Linked DNA regions of Mus musculus: region 2 is linked to region 1. The links are chromatin contacts, called in public promoter capture Hi-C maps. All regions are on one chromosome and are shown on one strand. The core of a region is the stretch at or near the end of the contact, and the rest is flanking DNA. Distances in the headings are between cores, read along the strand shown. Region 1 holds the start of Pcbd1 (pterin 4 alpha carbinolamine dehydratase/dimerization cofactor of hepatocyte nuclear factor 1 alpha (TCF1) 1). Region 2 overlaps Pald1 (phosphatase domain containing, paladin 1).

Region 1 (7,713 bases), core at 2,982-5,481:
ATGATCTCAGTAGTAGGATAAAAAATTCAAATCCAGATAGCAAGAGAAAACAAAACAAAAAACAACAACAAAAACTTTAAGCCAGGGGCCAGCAAGTTGGTTCAGTGAGAAAAGACATTTACCAACAGACTTGACAACCTGAATTCAACCTCCAGGATAGAAGGAGAGAACAGACTCCCTCATGCACAGCCTATATGTGCCCATATTTACATTTAAATAAATGTAAAAAAAATTTTTTTAGGGGGCTGGAGAGATGGCTCAGTGGTTAAGAACACTGACTGCTCTTCCAGAGGTCCTGAGTTCATTTCCCAGCAACCACATGGTGGCTCACAACCATCTGTAATGGGATCTGATGCCCTCTTCTAGAGTGTCTGAAGACAGTTTCCGTATACTCATATACATAAAATAAATAATTCTTTAAAAAAAATTTTAAGCCAAGTTAAAGTCAGAACTTAAGGTGGGCTCCTAAACACATCCTTCACTTTTTCCTAAACAGTCAAGCAGTTAGCATGCTCATCACAGTCTGATCTGCCCACCATGCATGGGTATCTGAGTTTAGTTTTATTGTTTTCTCGTTCTTCCGTCTAGAATAAAGCCAGTAGTGCTGTTAACAGAGGGCATATCCTTCCCTTCCTGAGTCTTGCCTTCTTAATAGCTGACAACAGCATTTTAAAGTGTTTTAATTTGCATTTATTATCTCCAGTGAGACTGGCTGTTTTTGTGAAGAGTCTCTGTTGGTTCTAGGTTGGAGACAGAAGAGGTGAACATCGACTTATTGGTGAGGAAGGACCTACAGTCCAAGGGTGAACCTTTGGGGAGACTTGGGGTTCTAAGAGATGTACAGAGCAGGGCACAACCCGGGGACAACGCCACTCACCTTGTTGTACACGTTAAACCACTCGGGATGGTGGTCCAGCTTTTCAGCCTGCAGGGCTACTCTTGTCATGAAGCCAAAAGCCTGATAAGAAAGAAGAAAGAGCCAATGGGTCATGGCCAATAAGGCCTCGAAGCAGTAGGGATAGCCTAGCTTTTTCCAGGGAATGCCAGAGCTCTAACACACCCTAGTCCCCACCCCCATAACATCCTGTCCCTGGTCCTGATGCCTGTGCCAGTGTCTAGCATCCCTAGTGTGGTCCACACAGCACAGGCTGTCAGTATTTGCCAATTCTTTGCCGCTTATTAAAGTGCCTTCAAAAGGGCAGATACTTGCTACCAAGACTGTCTCCTCCAATGACTCTGAGTTCCAGAAGGGAGGGTTCAAGTCCCTTCTCCTCTCTGCAGGTCACTTGAGTATGTCTTTCCCCTTGGCTAACAGGACATGACATGAACACACAGAGTGTAGCCCACTCAGGCCTGCTCCACATACCCTGTTGAAGTCTTTAAAATGGAACTGCTTGAAGATAGCATCTCGGCCTTCTACTTCATTCCACCCCACAGCCCTCAGGTTTGGCAGCAGCTGGTCTCGCTCCTCGGCGCTCAGCCTGTGTGCCTTGCCGGCCTAGGAGAGGGAGGATAGAGAGGCCCCAGGGCATTCCATTTATAGGTCAAGAGTGTGCCTCAGACCTTTGGGAGGACTTCAGTGCTGGCTGCTGTGGATTCAGGTGCCCCTTATAGCAAGCAGCAGGCCTTTATGTTTCCAGAGAAGAGCCCTGCCAGGAGGTGGGGTCTGGGCCGTTTACTGATAGACTCTGGGTCCTGTATTTTTTTAGTTTTGTGTTTTTGTGTTTTGTTCGTTTTGGTATATGTGTTTGTGTGGGTAGGTTCAAGTATGGGCATGTGTGCATGTGGAAGCCAAAGGACAACCTCAGATGTTATTGTTTGGATATCATTTATCATTATTTTAATTTAATTTTTTAATTTTATGTATATGAGTGTTTTGCCGTCGTCACAGAAGTCTGTGCACCACCCATGTCTCTGGTCCCTGCAGAGGCCAGAAGAGAGTGTTGGATACCTTAGAACTGGAGCCACAGGCAGTCATGAACTGCCACGATAGTGTTGAGAGTCAGGTCCAGGTCCTTTAGAATAGGAGCCAGTGTTCTCAACCTCTGAACAAATTTCCAACCCCATTTGATTTTTTTTGGACATGGTCTCTCACCAAGTAGGTTATGCTGGCTGGCCACAGAGCCTCAGAGATCCATCTGTCTATGCCTCCCCAGTGCTAGCATTACAAGCACACACTATCACGCCAGTGTTTTAAATGTGGTTTCTGGGAAGGAGAACTCCCATTGAAAGCACTTCACAAACTAGGCCGAATCTGCAGCCCAGATCTTGGGGTTTTTACCTGCTTTCATAGAGAATGCCAAAGAGAATGTGTTGTGGTGAAGTGTTCCCCCATCTCTTGCTCCCAGAGCCTCACAGATGCTTGCCTGCCTTCATCTTTCCAAGACAGCACACCATGGAGTCCCCAAGGTGGTTAGAGCAAAATTCAGCCCAATTCGAACACATTACATGTTCTTCCTGGCATCCCCATTTTTCTGCATTCCCTCTCTATGCTCCATCCCCACACCCATTCTGCAATGTTCAGGTGTTCTAGAGGAGAAACAGGCCTAGACAAAGGGGATGTGAGTGCTCTGCTCTTCCGGCCAGTCATCCTCAGTCAGGAATGAACTGACTCAAGGTGTGGTCTCTTAGAGCTATAGCCCTGGGGTGGGATGCAGAAACCCATTCAAACCCATTCCCAGATGAGTCTCTGCCACCTCCTCCTCGCCCCTGTATAGTCCACAGCTGTCAGGGTGAGGCTCTCAGGGTGGCTGTCTTAGGAACCTAGGACCACAGGGCCCAGACTCAAAATGGAAGTAGTCTGTCAAGGGCACCTGGCATGCTCATTACCCTGTTATACAAAGTGCCCACGGTGTGATCCCCCAGCACATACCAGGTCAGGTCCTGAGTGGACCCCTGGAAAACAGAAGTTAGTGTCTGTTCTGTCCTCTAGAGGAACGTGGGGCCCTGAGTCTAACAAGCTAGGATTGTGAAAGAGAATCACCCAGGGATACAGTGTTCAACTGACAAGGACTCAAATTTGGCTTGGGGAGCAGGAGGAAGGTGAACTGTGTCCTGCAAGCCACCCATCGTTTCCATACCCTGGGGTGGGTATCGAAATGGCCCTTTGGCTTCATGAGTGAAGGGATGAGACCCACTCCTTAGACCAAGAGATGCCAGTGGAAATACTTCAGTAGCAAGGTTATCAAGTGAAAGTCAGCTTCATTAAAAAAAAAAAAAAAAACAAAAAACCAACACTTCCTAGAACAAGAACATCTGTGACAGTTCTCAGGCCAGCAGTGGGGCCTACAGAACCAACACCAGTGTGTGTGTGCTCTCAGAAACAAGGGGCTCCAGCTCAGTGCAGAGATCTGCTCTGTGGTTAATGAAGGGGGTGGGGGACTTCCAGCATTGACCCTTCAGTGGGTGATAAGCGGGACACTTGTAACCAGGCAGCCAGGTATCAACAGGGCTCCACTCTTTAGAATTTTCCAGAACCAACTTTCAGGCTGACAATGCTCTGAACTCAGGTCAGAGGGGTAAGGGCCTTATTTGCTTAGGGAAGCTCTGTCAGCTTGTTAGTGTGGGCTGAGCGATTACTGATTATCCAAGCCTGTGGTGTCTTTGGGCCCAATGACTCTTCCCAGGCCTCAGCTGCCAAAACACCCTCCTATCCCTGATCGAGTACAGAGAACCCGAACCACGCTATTTGGTAAGGGTTGCAGGGAGGTCTAGGGGCTCCTTTCCTAGGGACCTACCTAAGATCCTGACCCACCACCACGCCAAGGTGGGACACAGCACCCTATCTAGGTGTTAGGGCGGGGCTTAAGGCCAGGGACAGCACTGGGTGCAGAGAGAACTGAACACCACCCCCACCCCCACCCCAATCTGGCAAGCCTGTAGGGCCAGGCAGCGCCACGGAGACTTGCCTTGCTGCCACACCCCGCCAGCAGACTAGGCCTGGGAGTTGGGACAGGCTAGGTTTCCAGGCCCACCGCCACCGCCCCCAAGGGAGGCCAGGCGACTCTAGCCCGGCTGGATGGCGCTGCAGGAGGCTCAGCGTGGCCCGCGCCCCCAGCATCGGAGCCCTAGTCGTCTCTCCACACCACCCCCCGCCCCCCACTTCCTGGTCTCCTCTCAGGGTCCACCAGACTTCCTGCGCTTACCATGTCCAGTGCGGGAAGCAGGTGGCGGCAGCGAGGGAGAGAGCAGCGGGCAAGCAGCAGGCCACCGCGGGGGCGGGGCAGAGATCCGGTGGCCGCGGGTAATAATTAACATGGGTCCTCCTTGCTCCACGCCCTTGCAATGCTTTCCATGCCCTGTGCTCTGTGAGCATGGCTGCGTGATGGGCTCCAGGGCAAAAGCTTTGACATCTCAGTACCTCTGCTCCCTCTCTGCCAGAGGACTCTGGGCACCAGACTGCCTGACCTATTGTTACAGTAACAACGACAACAAAAGCCACCCAGATAAATGTCACATACACTGGACTGCACATATATAAAGTGCACAGTTTTAACCATCTTAACAGAACAGAAGACTTTTTTAAAAAAGATTTATTTATTATATATAAGTACACTGTAGCTGTCTTCAGACACACCAAAAGAGGGCATCAGATCCTATTACAGATGGTTGTGAACCACCATGTAGTTACTGGGAATTGAACTCAAGACCACTGGAAGAGCAGCCAGTGCTCTTAACCACTGAGCCATCTCTCCAGCCCAATAGAAGATATTCTAAAGGGACTCAACGTATCCCTCCTTTGGGCTATCAGGCTATTGAAACAATGGAACCCAAGAAATCAGAATTTCTTCCAGGAAAGGCATGGTATGAAAAGGAAAAACTAAGGTCTGGTGCCAGCCAGAGAAGAAACTTGTCTACTGGAAAGATTTCACACCATTCTGGCAATTTGCCAGGCCACCTTGTTTAGTAAGGTATTCCTCTTGCCCGCTGTTTAACCTTGAGCCGTAGATTAGGTCCCAGTGGACAGACTTGGAGGCTCATGGACCCCTTCATTTCTCTTCCCAGTAAAGCTGTATTGAGTAAATCACCTTGCTTGCTGTTTTAATCACTGTTTTAATTTTTAAGATTTATTTGTGTGTGTGTGTGTGTGTGTGTGTGTGTGTGTGTGTGCGCGTGCGCATTTGTGTGGGTGCATGGATTTATGTGTACTGTGTGCTGTATGCATGTAGATGCCATGGAGGCCAAAAGGGAACATTGCATCCCCTGGAATTGCACTTAGGTGTTGTTGTGAGCTGCCTCATATGGGTACTGGAGCCAAATTCAGATTCTCTGCGAGAGCAGTAAGCGCTCTGAGCCCTCTCCACAGCACCTCTGCTGTGACTTGTCTCTTTCGTTGGCATATAGAGAGTAGTGGGTGAGCCCTGCTTGTTAGGACTGCCAGGGTCCAGGCTCTGACCCTAATAACTTCAGTGACATGGAGGGACATGTGCTTCTCTTAGGAATCCATCAGCAGGATTAGGAACACCTCTCCCTGTGCCACCAGATAGCCTCTCTCTTCCAGGGCTCCCCCTAAGCCAATGCTCTTCAATTGCTGGCAAGCAGGTTGCATTTTCTAGACATCCCCATGGCCCCATGCATTGAAACCATTTAGTTTATACTTACCTTTGAAGTCCATTCATGTTCTATGTACCATTAGTTGATTCTTTTCTTTCTTTTTTTTTTTTAAAGATTTATTTATGTATAATGAGTGCTCTATCTGCATGTACACCTGCATGCCAGAAGAGGGCATCAGATCCCATTATAGATGATTGTGAGCCACCATGTGGGTGCTGGGAAATGAACTCAGGACCTTTGGAAGAGCAGTCAGTGTTCTTAATCACTGAGCCGTCTCTCCAGCTCCCTAAAGATCCATTATTTCATAACTGTAATCTTGATACTGTTATAAATTATAATTTAAATATCTGATATGCAGGATATCTGATGTGATTCCCCCAAAGGGGCCATGATCCCCAGATTGAGAACCGCCGGGAGCCTCGTTGGTTGTGGAGGTTTGGCATGGTGCAGGTCCAGAGTCTACACATCTTGGGTCATCTGCAGCTCCCTTAAAGCCACCTATTTCTCTCCTCTGTTGTGACTTAGCATGTTGGTGACTGGAGGGTAAATGCTTCCTAGTGTATAGACAGGCCACTAGCCTCCACCAACCGGATGGTTATAAAGGGCCGCCAGGTGGCAGGTGAGGCCTCCAGCTGAGATGGCCGACTGTTCTGGAACTCATCTGCCTGATGTTTCTACCAACATGTTTGAAAAAAATGTCTTGATTTAAAAACACCCCACTGGAGAGATGGCTCAGCGATTAAGAGCGCTGGCTGCTCTTGCAGAGGTCCTGAGTTCAATTCCCAGCATCCACATGATGGTTCATGATCATCTATAAATTGATCTATTGGCCTCTTCTGGTGTGCATGAAAAGAGAGCACTCATAAGCATAAAACAAATAAACAAATCGTTATCTCTTATTCTTAATTATTTGTGTCTGTGTGTGTGCTAGTGTGCACGTGAGTGCAGATACCCCCAGGGGCCGGTTCCCACAGAGCTGGAGTTACAGGCAGTTATGAGCAAGCCAGTGTGAGTTCTGGGAATTAAGCCCTGCTTCTCTACCAAGTGCTCTTAACTGCTGAGCCATTTCTCTAGTCCCTTAAGGCCCAGTTCTTCCTAAGAATATGAGGCTAGTGGTTAAGGACTGTTAAGTGCTGTTGAGAATGTTAATTCCTTGATAGGTCTTCTTGTGGGCATCCTTCAGCAGAGTTTGCCTCCATGATTTTTGTTCTTTAAACCAACTGCGCTGCTAGGAACTAGCCACTCCTCTTGATTGACAGCTGCAGGCCCTTCCTTTGTGCCTGGCTGCCTTGAGCTGGGTGGAGGATGACTGTCAATCAGTCAGCGCTTTCCTTGCCAATTGGCTCGACTGTCAGCATGGCAGACCAGCTGCTTTGACTTCTTCCTGGTCACCATGAGAGAACTCCACTCCCATTGCAAAGACCAATGCAAGCAAGCAGGGCTGCAGTTGAAGCCAGACCTGCTGCTGGAAGCTTTGCTGCAGTCCTGATGGGATATTCTAGACAGCATGCAGAGCCTGGAAAATACTGGGAAACAGAGGCCTCAGTGAATTGTAGATAATCTACAGCACCATTTTTGGGGGGGGGGGATCGGTACCTCAGCAGTGACTCAGCAAGAAGCCTATATCTGGAATAGGAAACTTAAAAAAAAAAATCTGTCTTTTGCATGTGTACACACACACACACACACACACACACACACGAACTCATGTGGACACCTGTGTATGGAAGTCAGAAAACAGTATGCAGGAATCAGTCCTCTCTTTCCACCGTGTGGGTCCCAGGGATTGAACTCAGGTCATCAAGTGTTAGCCGCAAGTGCCTTTACCTGCCGAGCCATCTCATAAGGCCTAATTCCTCCTCTCTCTTTGCTGCATTCTTTGGACCATGGTGGTGTCTGCCTTTAATCCCAGCACTTGGGAGGCAGAGGCAGGCGGATTTCTGAGTTTGAGGCCAGCCTGGTCTACAGATTGAGTTCCAGGACAGCCAGGGCTACACAGAAAAACCCTGTCTTAGAAAACAAAAAAAAAGAAAACCAGTGTGTGAGGGTGGATTCTGGGTGCTCCTGATCTGCTGTCCATAGAGACACTGACACCGCTGTTTTGACCACCACAGCTTTTTAATAAGTCTGATACCTAAGTCTCCTAAAACGTAAAGCCTT
Region 2 (7,713 bases), core at 1,851-4,350, 250 kb before region 1:
TTGATTTAATATACTCGGGCATCTCAAACCTTCCTGTGCAGGCGGGCGTGGTGGCGCACGCCTTTAATCCCAGCACTTGGGAGGCAGAGGCAGGCGGCTTTCTGAGTTCGAGGCCAGCTGGTCTACAAAATGAGTTCCAGGACAGCCAGGACTATACAGAGAAACCCTGTGTCGAAAAACCAAAACAAACAAACAAACAAACAAAAAACCTTCCTGTAGTTTACTGACATCATCTCCCTGGCTCTCCCATCACCTCTGGCTTTCCCATCATCTCCCCGGCTCTCCTATTATCTCCCTGGTTCTCCCTGTCAGCACCATGTGTGCCTTCTGTTGTAGGAACCTGTGGATGTGTCGCCTAGGTGATACCATAGCTCCTTACTGCCCCCAAGTGGGCAGGAGGACTCAGGCTGAGGTCCCCCTTGACTTTCTGTCCTCTCACCCCTCCTCTGGCCCCAGGTGGTGATGAAGGTGGTACAGCTGCTGCCCGACGGCCACCACGTGAAGAAGGAGGTGGATGCGGCGTTGGACATTGTCAGCGAGACTATGACACCTATGCACTACCACCTTCGGGAGATCATCATATCCACCTACCGACAGGTGAGCGCTGGCCCTGGGTCCCTAGCTCTGCAGGATGGCCTGTGGTTCATATTGGGGGAGTGAGGTTGATGGTGCGGGCTTTAGGAGGCAGCAGGTCCTGTGGGCCCTTCCTAGGGTTTCTGGTTTTTTTGTTTGTTGGTTTGTTTGCTTTTTGTTTTGGTCCTACCTCTTAGAAAGGCATATGGATCTGGAAACAGAAAGGGCAGCAGCCCTTAACCACTCCCACCTGCTTTGGCCCCCTCCCACTCCCCGGGGATAACATACAGATTAAAACCTGCTGTGGGAGGGGCCAAGTGAAGAGGAATACCCAAGACCCCTGTGGCATGGGATACAATTCTAGTGTGTGATCCTGGGGTCCCAGAGGCCAAGCAGAATCAGGCAGGTGGTGGTGTGACTGACAGTTACCAAGGGTTAAGGTCAGCGTTGCATGGTGTGGCTGCTGAGCCCCAGGACAGGTTCATCTACCCTGTTTGGGGGCTGGGTCTGGTCCTCACTTAGATGTTTGTTTGCTCAGAGCACTTACTTTATTTTACATATATTTACTTATCTGTGTGCATGCTGGGTGAGCGTGGGGGTCAGGGACAGCTTGTAGGAGTTGATTCTTTCCTTCTACCATGTGGATTGTGGAGGAATGGATTTGGGTGGTCAGCCTTGATGTAGTCACCCTTACCCACCAAGCCATATTGCCAGCCCTCCAAAGTTAATCTATCTATCTATCTATCTATCTATCTATCTATCTATCTATCTATCTATCTATCTATTTATTTTTGGTTTGTTTGTTTGTTTTGAGACAGGGTTTCTCTGTGTAGCCCTGGTTGTTCTGGAACTCACTTTGTAGACCAGGCTGGCCTCGAACTCAGAGAAATCCACTTGCCTCTGCCTTCTGGGTGCTGGGACTAAAGGCGTGCGCCACCAGCACCCGGCTCAAGTTTTTTTTTTTTTTCTCCTCCGAGACAGGGTTTCTCTGTGTAGCCTTGGCTGTCCTGGAACTCACTTTGTAGACCAGGCTGGCCTCGAACTCAGAAATCCGCCTGCCTCTGCCTCCCAAGTGCTGGGATTAAAGGTGTATGCCACCACTCAAGTTATTTTTTAATGATTCATTAAATTGTAAAAGTAAGAGCTCCAGGATGGTTCAGATTTAACATGAATCTGGGACTTGCAGCTATTTAGAAATAATGTGCCCTTGAGTCTGCCCGGGTCTCCAGTGTTTCCTTCTCTGCCTCTCTTTGGACCCGAGAGCTGGACAGGTGGTGGAGTTTGCAGCTTCGGGCCTCGGAGGTGTGAGAACTGGGTTGGTCGTGGGAACATAGAGCCCTGTTTCTCAGCCTGGTAGCAGGTGTGTGGGGGCGGTACTGTATGGCATCAAGAGGCGGCAGTGAATGCCACGGCTGGGTGATTTTCAGGGCAGCTTCTGCCCCGTGGCGGATAAGAGAAGACTGTATCACGGGCAACTTGTTCAGTCTCCATTCTTGCTCATGGACACATGAGCAGAATGATCCAGAACAACCTTGGCTTGGGGTCTTGAGGTCAGATCCTAACCGGGTCAGAAGGCAGGTCCTGTTTGGAGGCAGGCCATGCGTGTGGGATAAGACCGGGGGAAAGTTCAGACTCGAGTCTGTCCTCGCGTGGGGAGGAGCTGACGGACCAGGAGCTTCAGAAGTGGACTTGGCACACGTTGGATGGCACAGTGTCTCTGTGATTAGATTCCCATCTCCAGGTTCCTTTGAGTCTCACACTGTCCTAGGGTTTCTGTTACTCTGATAAAACGCCATGACCAAAAGCAACTTGGGGAGGAAAGGGTTATTTCATCTTCCAGCCTGTAGTCTACCATCCAGGGAAGTCAGGGAAGAACTTCAAGGCAGGACCCTGAAGGCAGGAGCTGATGTATAGGCCATGGAGGGGAGCTGCTTACTGACTTGTTTCTCAAGGCTTGCTCGGCCTGCTTTCTTATAACAACTTCAGGGCCACTTCAGGGGTGTCACCACCCACAGTAGACTGGGCCACATCAAACATCCATCCAAAAAATGTACCACAGGCTTCCCACAAGCCTATCTAGTGGGGCCTCATTTGAGGGTCTCTCTTCTTAAGTGACACTGGCCCAAGTCAAGTTGGTATAAAACTAGGCAGCACACTCACCGTCACAATTTGGAATTCCCATTCAGAATGTGAGAGCTGCGTGAGAGCTGAGGCCTCTCCCCATTCTGGCTGCTGGAGGCCCAGGCAGTGCTTAGACCTGCTCCAGAGGACGTGGGCCAGGCCCTGTTAGAGCCTCGTTCTCTCCACCCCAACTCCAAAGCTCACAGGCCCTCAGTTCCTGTTCCTTGATGTGTGCTGTGAGCACACACACACACACACACACACACACACAGAGAGAGAGAGAGAGAGAGAGAGAGAGAGAGACAACAGGAAACATAGGGGCTAGCACTGCAGGGAGAAGCTATAGACTGGCCTCAGACAGCCCAAGAAGGAGTCGCTGCAGGCATCAGGGGCTGCCCGGGCAAAGGCCAGGAGACCTAAAGGTTCATGGTGGGTTTCGAGGCACTGAAGGTCCTCTGGTAGCACAGTGTTGTCACCAAAAGTGAGACTAAACAGGTAGCTGGCTTTACTCTTGGGGGGGGTGAGGTGGTAGGGATGGGGAAGGGGGCGTCGCGGGGACAGTGCTGTATGTTAGAGAGGGTAGCTCCTTCGCAGTAGAGTGTCTAATGGAGGAAGTTAAGCAAGAAAGAGACGCCCTTTCCCATCTCCCCGCCAGGACTCCCCTCACATTTCACAGGACTCCCCTCACATCTCCGAGGCCAAGTTGGTGCTCACTCCATGAGATGGAATCCCAGAGTCCCACCAGGGCTCTATGCAGAGGATCAGAAGTTAAAGTGTAAGTTAATGCAGTTACTTACCAGTGTGGCCACCAGGTGGCGCAAGTGAGCTAAGTTAGGGTAAAATTCCTCCCATCACTTTCCCATTGAACCTCGGGCCTCACTGGTGTTCAGTAAGTTAGGTTTTGTGTGTGTGTGTGTGTGTGTGTGTGTGTGTGTGTGTGTGTGTGTGTGTGTGTGTGTGTGTGTAATGTGTGTGTGTGTAATGTGTGTGTGTGTAATGTGTGTGTGTGTAATGTGTGTGTGTGTGTGTGTGTGTAAAATTCCTCCCCATCACTTTCCCATTGAACCTAGGGCCCCACTGGTGTTCAGTAAGTTAGGTTGTGTGTGTGTGTGTGTGTGTGCTTATTTATTTATTTGGTTTTTCGAGACAGGGTTTCTCTGTGCAGTCCTGGCTGGCCTCAAACTCAGAGATCCACCTGTGTCTGCCTCCCAAGTGCTGGGACTAAAGGTGTGTGCCACCACACCCGGCTTGTGTGTTTCTTTTTTAAAGTAATTTTATTTATGTTGGTGTGTGTATGACGGGAGGGGAGGCTTGTCACAGCGAGCATGTGGGGGTCCAAGGTTCTCTCCTCCCACCTTGAATTTGGACCACTTGCCTGTACAGCAAACGCTCTTACTGGCCAAGCCACCTTTCTGGCTCCTCCCACCTTGTTTTGAGACGGGGTCTTTTGTTGGTTAGATCGCTCTGAGCTTCAAGACATTCTTCTGTCTCCCCCTCCCCAGCTTACTGTAGGAATGCTGGAATTACAGGCAAGAGCTACTCTATCTGGCTTACCGCGAGTTCTGGGCATTCAAACTTGGGACCTCACACTCGTGTGCAAGTACCTGAGCCATCTCCCCAACCCCTAGGACAAGTTCTTTTAAAGATATATATTTAGATAAACAAATTATTTAAATAATATATATTATATAAGTAATATATAATATATATGTTAGTTTATGTACAATGGTGTTTTCCTGCATGTCTGTCTGTGTGAGGGTATCATTACTTGGAACAGAAGTTACAGATAGTAATGAGCTGCCGTGTTCGGAATTGAACCTGTGTCCTGGAAAGGAGCTGCCAGTGCTCCTTTAAGCACTGAGCCATCTCTCTAACCCCCTAGGGTAAGTTCTTAAAGGGTACCTTAGAGTAGGAGGTCCTGAGACTCAGAGGATTTTCATCTGTTTGTGTAAGAGGTAAATAGGGGAGCTTTTAGCATCTGGGGCTTGAGCCCTTCCTAGAAACAACCTCAGTTTATTTTGTGCCCAGTGTGTAAATCCAGCTTTGAAAATTAGCCAGGGGCAGTCCTGGGCGCAGCCAAGGTCGAATGCCACCGATAGTGACCTATGGTCTCCCTCCTCAGTACTTCAGAGTCCCCTGGGGGCTTGTCAAAAATACAGATGTCTGGGACCGACCCAGAGTGTCTGGAGGCTCCACAGTGCTAAGATGCCAGTACTCATAGCTTGGGATTGGAATGACTTGAGGCCTGGACCACCCCAGGGCTTTGCTTGGTTGCAGCCAAGCTTATAGAGATGCAATTCACATACTGCCCCACGCACGTGTTTAGAGTACACGTGTCCCAGGTTGCCTTGGCAATGGGGGGAAGTTAGAGCATGGTCAGGACCACAGGAAGAAACCTCACACTCTTGGTCATCGATCCCCGGCCACATGCAGCTCCGGGTTTCCTGTTGAAACTTTTTTTTTGGTTTCTATAGAGACAGCAGTGTGTCTAACATGTCTCCTGATAATGGACTGATGTTCTTATTTTTGTGTTGTAGATTTTCTCTCTCTCTCTCTCTCTCTCTCTCTCTCTCTTTGAGACAGGGACTCATAAAGCTCCCTCGGGCTGTCCTGGAACTCCCTCTGTAGACCAGCCTGGCCTTGAACTCATAGAGATCCACCGCCTCTGCCTCCTGAGTGCTAGGATTAAAGGCGAGCACCATGGTACCTGGCTCTCGCTTTCATGTTTGGCACAGGGTTTTCTGTATCCTGGGCTGGCTTGGAATTCCTTGAAGTTCTGATCCTCCTGCCTCTGCTTCCTGAGGACTGGGGCGATAGGTCTGCCTTGTTTCACCTGCTTTACGCGGGGCTGGGATGGGACCTGGGGTTTGGTGCAAGCTGTGCAGGTTCTCTACCAACAAAGCCCCGTGCACAGGGCCTGGCAGATGCTCTCATTTACCCTGACAGTATGCCGTTGTGTGTGTGTGTGTGTGTGAGTGTGTGTGTGTGTGAGTGTGTGAGTGTGTGAGTGTGTGTGTGTGTGTGTGTGTGTGTGTGTGTGTTTGGGGGGGCGGGGAGGGAGGCCGGAAGGGAGGGGGAGGGGAGGTCAAACCCAGTCTGTTTTTGACTCTTCTCTCACACCGCAACCATCCACTGAGACCACTGTGATCTTAGAAGCTGTAAGGAGAGCCAGGAATCTCATCCCCCTTCTGTCCTCTGTGGTACCCACAAAATGGCATGGACACACGCAGACACACACACACACACACACACACACACACACACACACACGCACATGCACACACATGCACGCACGCACACACACACAAGTGAAACTAAATCTTTAAAGAAGGGAAGAAGTAGAAATACTAAGCGCCAATTCTCATCGCAACTGTTGGCATTTTATAACAGAAGGGACAGTTAGTGACCAGTGAGTCGACCGTCTGTCAGCTCTACTTGAAGGTTAGCTCCAGGAAGATCTGCATTCCTGATTTCTCATGGCCCTGAGGTTTGAGGACAGCAGCTTTTGGAGACTTGGATGTTCCCTCCATTAGCAAGAAGGGCAGTCCTTCCTCCAAGATCTTCTGCATGTCTCCTTGTGGAAAGGCCTGGGCTTGTGTTCTGCCTGAGATCATGGTGGGCTGAGCTGGCCCCTCAGCTGTTCCAGATGCTCAGCTCAGAAGCCCAGAGCAAAGGCCAGGTCTACACATGTGTGAGAGTACAGGGTTTCTGTAAAGCATTTCCAAACTGAAAAGTTAAACTGTTGTTACCCTGTGGAAACACCAGGGATCAGAGTGGACAGCGGGATAGGGTCTGTTCAGTGAATACACAGAACAAGTTCCAAGAAAGAGGTGAGGAGCCAGAACAGATCATCAGGGCGTAGATGTTGAAGGAGAGGACTTTTCTGCTTCTGTTCATGTCTCTACTTGCTGGGCTGAACCATGCTCTTCCCAGAGGACAGTATTTGGAAGTCTTCAGCCGTTACACTTAGAGGGCTGGGCTCAGTGTTGGGGTTCAGGAATTGCCACACAAATCATACGAACACTGATCTCACTTAAGCAAGAATAGTTTATTGAACACACACCTCAAAACTGATGGATCAGGATCACAAAAAGGACTCGGGAGCCTAATTTTTGGTACCAGTCTGTTCTTATGGCAGCCTGATGTAGGAAAACAAACAAACAAATAAAACCCCATAAAAACCACAATGAGCTCATACACAGGTGCAGGAAGTGTTGCCCAGTGGTCAGCTCTGACTTAAGCCATTTTAGACATTTAAGACATTTAGACGGTTCATATTGGCTTTCAACTTGATGTGTCCTACACCAAGCTTTGTGGAATTTCCTAAGATTAACAACCCTCATACAGAACATAACAGGGCATGTGGTCAGCATGACCCTGCTCTGAGTCAAGTCACTTCTCTGTGTCAGCGACTGGCAGGCATGTTACAGCAACAGTATGAAATAGCTGTTGACAAGCATGGGACAAAATGGCTACAGCTGCCAGCGTGGTGGCGCACACCTTTAATCCCATCACTTGGGAGGCAGAGGCAGGTGGATTTCTGAGTTTCAGGACAGCCTGGTCTACAGAGTGAGTTCCAGGACAGCCAGGGCTATACAGAGAAACCCTGCCTCAAAAAACAAAAAACAAAACAAACAAAATGGCTACAGCTATGCTGGGGTGGGGTGGTCAGACCTCAACATCCCCCCCACCCCCCTTTGAACTGATCCAGTGAGTCAAATCATTGACTCAACATTTCCTTTGAGGCCAGGGGGACTTGCTAAACAAACTTTTATATCAGCCTTGGTTGGCATTTTGTTAGGTTAAACATTTGAAATTTCAATCTCCCTTAATAAGTGCTGCGGTGCTCCTGCTAGGGGACCCTGCTATGGCCCGTAACCCAGGGAGCTAATGTTTTATAGCCCCTTGTAGCATAAAAGTACATATCTTGTCCCCCACAATCAGTGTCTCCATTTGAGGGCCAGACATATATCTGAAGGGGATGCTCAACTGTTTTCCATACTCTGGATCCCATATCCC

The links. Promoter capture Hi-C pulls out the DNA fragments that hold promoters and counts their contacts.
Region 2: a contact with region 1 is called in a promoter capture Hi-C map of stem cell-derived epiblast-like cells, with 2.0 times the contacts expected there. The contact joins the enhancer-like site here to the promoter of Pcbd1 in region 1. A contact is called at or near these places in 4 of 39 promoter capture datasets (the 3T3-L1 cell line, embryonic stem cells, liver and 1 more) and 3 of 9 other capture datasets (adipose tissue, liver and pancreatic islet).

The regions. Positions count from the first base shown.
Region 1 is chr10:61,085,849-61,093,561 of GRCm38.p6, reverse strand. Pcbd1 (pterin 4 alpha carbinolamine dehydratase/dimerization cofactor of hepatocyte nuclear factor 1 alpha (TCF1) 1) reads right to left here and starts at 4,231. Exons shown (of 4, transcript NM_025273.4): 1 at 4,146-4,231; 2 at 1,367-1,498; 3 at 878-958. The coding sequence starts at 4,148.
Region 2 is chr10:61,332,083-61,339,795 of GRCm38.p6, reverse strand. It overlaps Pald1 (phosphatase domain containing, paladin 1), which reads left to right. Exons shown (of 20, transcript NM_013753.2): 18 at 457-597. Among named protein-coding and RNA genes, the nearest start is that of Prf1, 38 kb to the right of the region's middle. Within about 2 kb of position 3,100, at least 33 of the 459 cell types and tissues checked have an H3K27ac peak or open chromatin away from gene starts, as enhancers often do. A contact at or near this core is called in embryonic stem cells and stem cell-derived epiblast-like cells, where this site is marked.